Linked DNA regions of Mus musculus: region 1 is linked to region 2. Evidence: chromatin contacts called from public promoter capture Hi-C data. All regions are on one chromosome and are shown on one strand. The core of a region is the stretch at or near the end of the contact, and the rest is flanking DNA. Distances in the headings are between cores, read along the strand shown. Region 1 overlaps Oser1 (oxidative stress responsive serine rich 1). Region 2 has its middle 23 kb from the start of Srsf6.

What was found. Capture Hi-C pulls out chosen DNA fragments and counts their contacts.
Region 1: a contact with region 2 is called in a promoter capture Hi-C map of pancreatic islet. The contact joins two enhancer-like sites. A contact is called at or near these places in 8 of 39 promoter capture datasets (the C10 cell line, the HPC-7 cell line, cranial neural crest and 3 more), 12 of 484 Hi-C or Micro-C datasets (the AML12 cell line, CD4 T cells, Th1 cells and 7 more), 5 of 115 datasets of contacts at active chromatin or transcription factors (the SCID.adh cell line, embryonic basal ganglia, embryonic forebrain and 2 more) and 1 of 9 other capture datasets (pancreatic islet).

The regions. Positions count from the first base shown.
Region 1 is chr2:163,410,349-163,413,414 of GRCm38.p6, reverse strand. It overlaps Oser1 (oxidative stress responsive serine rich 1), which reads left to right. Exons shown (of 4, transcript NM_025699.2): 3 at 1,905-2,018. Among named protein-coding and RNA genes, the nearest start is that of Oser1, 7.6 kb to the left of the region's middle. Within about 2 kb of position 1,409, at least 66 of the 459 cell types and tissues checked have an H3K27ac peak or open chromatin away from gene starts, as enhancers often do. A contact at or near this core is called in pancreatic islet, where this site is marked.
Region 2 is chr2:162,906,750-162,909,634 of GRCm38.p6, reverse strand. It overlaps the pseudogene Gm11452. Among named protein-coding and RNA genes, the nearest start is that of Srsf6, 23 kb to the left of the region's middle. Within about 2 kb of position 1,479, at least 10 of the 459 cell types and tissues checked have an H3K27ac peak or open chromatin away from gene starts, as enhancers often do. A contact at or near this core is called in pancreatic islet, where this site is marked.

The DNA of each region.
Region 1 (3,066 bases), core at 160-2,659, 500 kb before region 2:
GACTGTTTCTGTTTCCTACTGTTGTCATACACCCTGACGAAGGGGACTGCCGAGGACTGACTCATTACGCTTTACTAGGAGTTTAGCATGATCCTGTTAAACAGGTTTTGATTTTCAGTGGTATTTGTCTTATCAGAACAAATGTCTTTGTATTATAAATCAATAAACCTTTTAATTTGACTATAAAATATTTTAGGAAAAATAAAAGGCTAAGAATAAGAAGAGTCACAATTTACTTTTTTCTTTTTTTTTTTTTTTTTTTTTTTTTTTTGTTGTTGTTGTTTTTCGAGACAAGGTTCTCTGTGTAGCCCTGGCTGTCCTGGAACTCACTCTGTAGACCAGATTTAGAGATCTGCCTGCCCCTGCCTCCCAAGTGCTGGGATTAAAGGTGTGTGCCACCATGCCCGGCTTTGATGTTTTTCTGAGGTATGGACAAGGTCTTTCGGTTTAGCCAGGCTGATTCCAGGCTTGTGATCCTCCTCAGCCTCCTGAGTGCTGGGATTGAGGGTATAGTGTTTTAGATCATGCTGTGCACTGGCATTTACCATAGTGTCTCTTACGATAATTCAAACGTACTCTCATGTCATTAAAAGTTCTTTGTGCTTATACTTTTAGGACAGGGTCTTACTAGGTAGCCCAGGCTGGCCTGCACCTTTCTGTAGTATGTAGCCCAGATTGGACTTAACTTACTGCAGTCCTTCTGCCACTCTTCTAGAATTACAATCAGGCACTACCATGTTTGGATGTGTGTGCGCGTGGGCTTGCGTGCGAGTGTGTGTGTGTGTGTGTGTGTGTGTTTGTAGACAAGACAACTTGGACTGCTATTCCATGGGTGCTATCCATCTGTTTTTTGTTTGTTTTTTAAAGACAAACTGTCTCACTAGCCTGGAGCTTGCCAAGTAGGCTAGGTTGGCCAACCAGTGAGTCCCTGGATCCTATCTTTCCCCCAACCAGCTCTGTGATTATAAGCACACACAACTACACTTGGCTTTTTAATTTTAATTTTGGGGTTCAAACTCAGATTCTTGTGTTATATATATTTTGAAAGGACTTCTATCAAAATGCTAAGGTTGATAGTCTTGATACAGATGGTTCTCATTTACATTTTTAAGAAAATGTTCTTAGCTGGGAACCCATATTCCTTTTGTACACTTTTAGAGTAAAGCTGTAACAGAGTAACAGCAGTTCAGATTTGCTAGTTGTAAGAATAGGAACATCTTTCTCAAAGTTGTAAAATACTCAGAAACGCCATTCTTTGCTAGTTGAATTGACTCTTAACGATAGGCTCCTAAACTTAGTTCCTATGTCTGTGGTTTCGTAGGTGAAAGAACATCGGTGTCATTAGCATTCTCTCTGAACATAGAAGGCTTGATCTGCCCCAGATAAACAGACTGAAGCTCTATTTATAGCTCACTGCTGGTTGCACTGCTGGTTGCTCTGGCTTATGATCTTGCAATCAAAGGTTTTTAGGGATCTTTCCAGTTTGGTTTTGGAGGAAATTTCACATTAAAAGCTTAATTTTTCTATTTGTTTTCTTATTTATTGACTGATTAGTTTTTGAGATAGGATTTCCCTGTGTAACTGTTTCCCCTACCCAGCTTTGATTACAAGCATTTACCATAGTGTCTCTTATAATAATCCAAACATGTGGTTTCTCTGTTTTCCTGGAACTTGCCTTGTAGATCAGGGTGGCCTTGAATTCACAGATCCACCTGCCTCTGCCTCTGCCTCCTGAGTGCTGGGATTAAAGATGTGTGCCACCATGCCCAGATCAAAGCTAAATTTTGAGAAGTGTAAACTAGAAAGAAAAGGTGTCATTCAAAGTTGTATTGGGGTTAGTGAGGGTGGAAAGTTGTCCTCGTGATGTAGCTTTTCATCATAGTAAACTTTGTTCTTGTCCTCAGGTCCATCATATCTCTGTCTGTTGGAGAAGGCCCAAGTGTCAGAGCATCAGCCAGAACAGCAGCCGATGATACCAAACCGAAAACCATGTGTGCATCTAAAGACAGTTGGCATGGGTAAGAGTGCCCCCCTTCCCTTTAATTATGATTATTTATTTGGGGTGTGGTACCTTCCAGGGAGTGTGTATGGAAATCAAAGGACAACTTTTGAGACTTAGTTCTCCACCGCATATGTTTCAGGGATCAAACTCTGGTTGTCAGGCTTAGCATAAGGACTTTTTTTTTTTGGTATATGCATGTGCCTGTGCAGTGTTGGAATCCCTGGAACTGGATTTACAAGGAAGATGTGAGCCATTTGGGTTCTCTGTAAGAAAAGCAAATGCTCTTAACCACAGAGCCAGCTCAGGCCCCACTCCTTAAAGACTTTCGTCTTGTTTGTCTCATTTATTTTCTGATGTGAAGAGATGCCATGGTCAAGGCAGCTGATAGAAGAACGAGTTTTGGGCCTCACAGTTTCAGAGGTTGGAGTCCTTACCCATCGTGGCAGGGAGCGTAGTAAGTAGGCCGGCAGGTGGACATAGTTCTGGAGTGGTAGCTGAGAGCTCACTTCTGGATACACAGCTGTGAGGAAGAGAGACAGTGGCAGTGGTGTGGACTTTTGAAACCTTAGAGCCCTCCTCCAGTGACACACCTCTGACAAGATCATACCTTGTAATCATTTCAGACAGTTCCACCAACAGGGGGCCAAGTATTCAAACATAGGAGCCTATGGGGGCCATTCTTAAACTACCACATTGAGTAATTTAGGATTGGGTTTTCTTTCCCAAGTTTCCTGAAGAGAGTATGCTGTGATCCAACCTTATAAGACCCAGTGATTCTTCTCAGACACTCCACTCTGGCCAGTTTGGCCATTAACTTACCAAGTAGCTCAGTCTGACCTCAGGTAGCGTCCCAGTTTCTGGAGTGTTAAGCCTGAGCTCCCTCCCGTGCCTGACTTCATAGGTTTTAAAAATGAGTTTACTGAGACATTTTCTGTCTTCATGTTTCTGCTGGTGCATGGCAGAGAAGCACACTTAGCAGCTGAGCGACATCCCCAGCCTTATTATACAGTCCAGTAGCTTTTGTCCTAAGGTCTGTGATGCTTGAAGTTAGTGTTAGAGTGTCA
Region 2 (2,885 bases), core at 230-2,729:
GGCCCGCATGTGTCCTTTCCATAGGATTGTTTCGCAGATCTGCATTTCTTTATACATTTTAGAACCAATTTGAAAAATCCTCCAAAACGGTTGGGTAAGTATGGCTGGAAGGTTTTAAATCCTGCAGGTGACATAAAAAACCCTGACTATTCCAGTCCATGAGCTGGCCATGTCTCTCCATTTGTTTGGCGAGTCTTTAACTCTCTGTAATATCTCCTGGGTTTCAGTGTAGTTTTTATTTTCAATAGAGGGAATGTCATTTGCTATATTTACTTCTAAGTATGGCATGGTTTCTGACAATACAATAAATGAAATTGTTTTTCTTATTTCACGTTCCAATTTTTTTTCACCATTAGAATGTAAAATTTGATTTTGGTATATTGTTATTGGTATATTGTTATTGTAGTTACAAGTTCTCTCTCTTTCTTTTTGCTTATGAGTTTTCAAAGCTGGTTTTAGAGCCGCCTTAAGATTTTCTATATAAACGATCATTTCATCTCTGTAGAAAGACCGTTTCACTCCTAATTCGTCTGCCATTTATTTCTCTCTTTTCTTGCATCACTGGCTGAGATCTCAATGCAATGTTAAACAGAACGGGGGAAAACAGATAGCCTTGCCTTATTTCAAGTTTTAGCAGGAAGTTTTTTATTATTTTATTTTATTGTTTTTTTAATAACTTAAAACAAAACAAAACACCCCCCCACCCCGAAACCCAGCAGTCACTTTATTCTTAAGTTTGTATTTTACAAAACTTCAAGGAAGAAGTCCCTGAGGGAGAGGTGTGGAGATGGTAAGGGGGAAGGGATGAGGAACAAACCCGCTCATCTTGGGGGGCATCAGGCGGATGCTAGGTCCAGGCAAGCGCAGTAGGGCCTTGCATACTGGCTACATAAAGCTTAGCTGGGTGGCCTGAGAGTGTTTCAGCCCCGAGACTGTTGTCATTTGATAGTGAGCCTCTGGCCAAGGCTTCAAAGGACGTGGACTTCTGCCAGGCCATGGGGATGGCCAGCAGCAGGTATGGCTACCCGTCTAGGAGCTTCAGGATGCTTTTCCGCTCTTTCATGGTCTTCCAGGTCTGGTCCTTTTCTTTCTTTGCCGGGGTGCGCTTCTTCTGCCGGGCAGCCAGGATCTTTCGGAAGGCATCCACGACCTCATTGTCTGCCACGTGGACCCGCTCCGCTGCCTTAGCTCCTGCCAGCTCACCGCCTCCTTTGCCAACCTCAGCAGGTCGTGCTTCTTGGTGCGGCTGTGTGCACCGAGTGCCTTCAGCTCAGCCTGCCGTTTGCTCAGCTCAGCAAGGACCTCGTCCTCCGCAGGCCGGTCCTCGGACTCCAGGAGGCCCTGGGCAATCAGCTCCTCCTTGATGCGGCTCTCCAGGGACTTAGTATGTGGCAAACTGAAAGGCTTGTTCTGATTGCAGGGGGAGGTGCTTGCTCCATCTGCCCCTGATTCTTTCCCAGCTATGTCAGGAATAGAAGAGTCCTCCATAGGGGAAATAATATTTTCCTCCACTAGGGCCTGCAGCAGGCGCTGTGTCAGGGCACCAAAGGGACATCCGTCTTTTGGCTGTTCATGCTGGGCTCAGACTTCTTCAGCAGGGCATCCACATCTTTTGTGTCCAGTTCCGCCAGTGGTCCTATGAGGCCTTTCTCCTTGTCAGCCACATTTGCTGCCCGAGCCCCATTCTCTGCTGCTCTAGCAGATACTCCTGGGCCCAGCGCTGGGAGTCGTGTTTGCCTAGTGGGGGAATTTTGTAATGTTCACCTTCATCTTCTGGGGGCTTCAGGAGTTCCTCTAGTGTTCGTACCTCCTCACTGGTGATGCTGGCACAATAGAGGCCCAGAACCCGTTGGGAGCATCATTCATGAGGATCTGAGGCAGGTCGATTGGGTCATCAGTGAATTCATATTCCTGGATCTTGGGTTGAACTTTTTTTTTTTTTTTTTTGGATTTGGGTCGTCCTGGGCCTGTCTTCCCTCCCAGTTTCTGCTTCTTGGGCTTCCCATGTTTGGTGGGGTGGAGTACCAAGTTTGTGGTCTCGATCTAGATTCAGGAATCGTCGGTCCCCTTTCTTATCCTGCCAGTCAGTAAGGATCTGGGTTGCAGCTTCCGGTAGACGCAGTCGCCTGCTTGCAGAGGACAGCAGGGTCTCAAACTCCAGCTGCAGGGTGTCCAGCTCCTCAATGCCAATGCCAGCGTCCTTGGAGCGGGCCAGCCTTGCCCTGTGGCGGGGACAGACCGTCAGGTGGTCCACAGACTTAAAGTCATGAAACTGCAGTGGGCACTCCTTCAGCTCCCTCATGGCCCAGGAGGTGGGACCCTCCCTGGAATGTTTCTGGGGATTAAGAGGTGATGTTCATCAAGTGCCCAGTTCAGTTCCTGGCGCAGAAGTGGGCAAGTTTTTATTTAGTTTAATTTATTATTATTATTTTTACAAACTTTTATTGATTCTTTGTGAGTTTCACATCATGCTCCCAGTCCCACTCATCTCCCCGTGCCCTCATATCTGCCCTACCAACCTCCCCTATTAAAAAAAAAAATAACACACAAATAAAACTGAAACAAAATAAACAAAACTAAGCGTAGAAAACAGCTCATCGTGGAAGCGTGCCACAGTGTGTCCTACAGAATGTCCCTCTGTCCACACATCTTCACTTACAGATGTTCATTGCACTGAGTCATTGGTCTGGTTCGAGATCTCCGGCTTCTTCAACACCATCAATATTGGCTCCTTACTGGGCCTCTTCTTGGTTATCCTGTTGTTTCCTAACTCTACTGTGCTGCCCAGTCTCCCAGGACCCACTTTCCCATAGAGATCCTGCAGCTTTGGGTCAGCAGGACTGGCCCTTTCGCATGCTCCAACAGTTCACAGATAATGTAGGTTT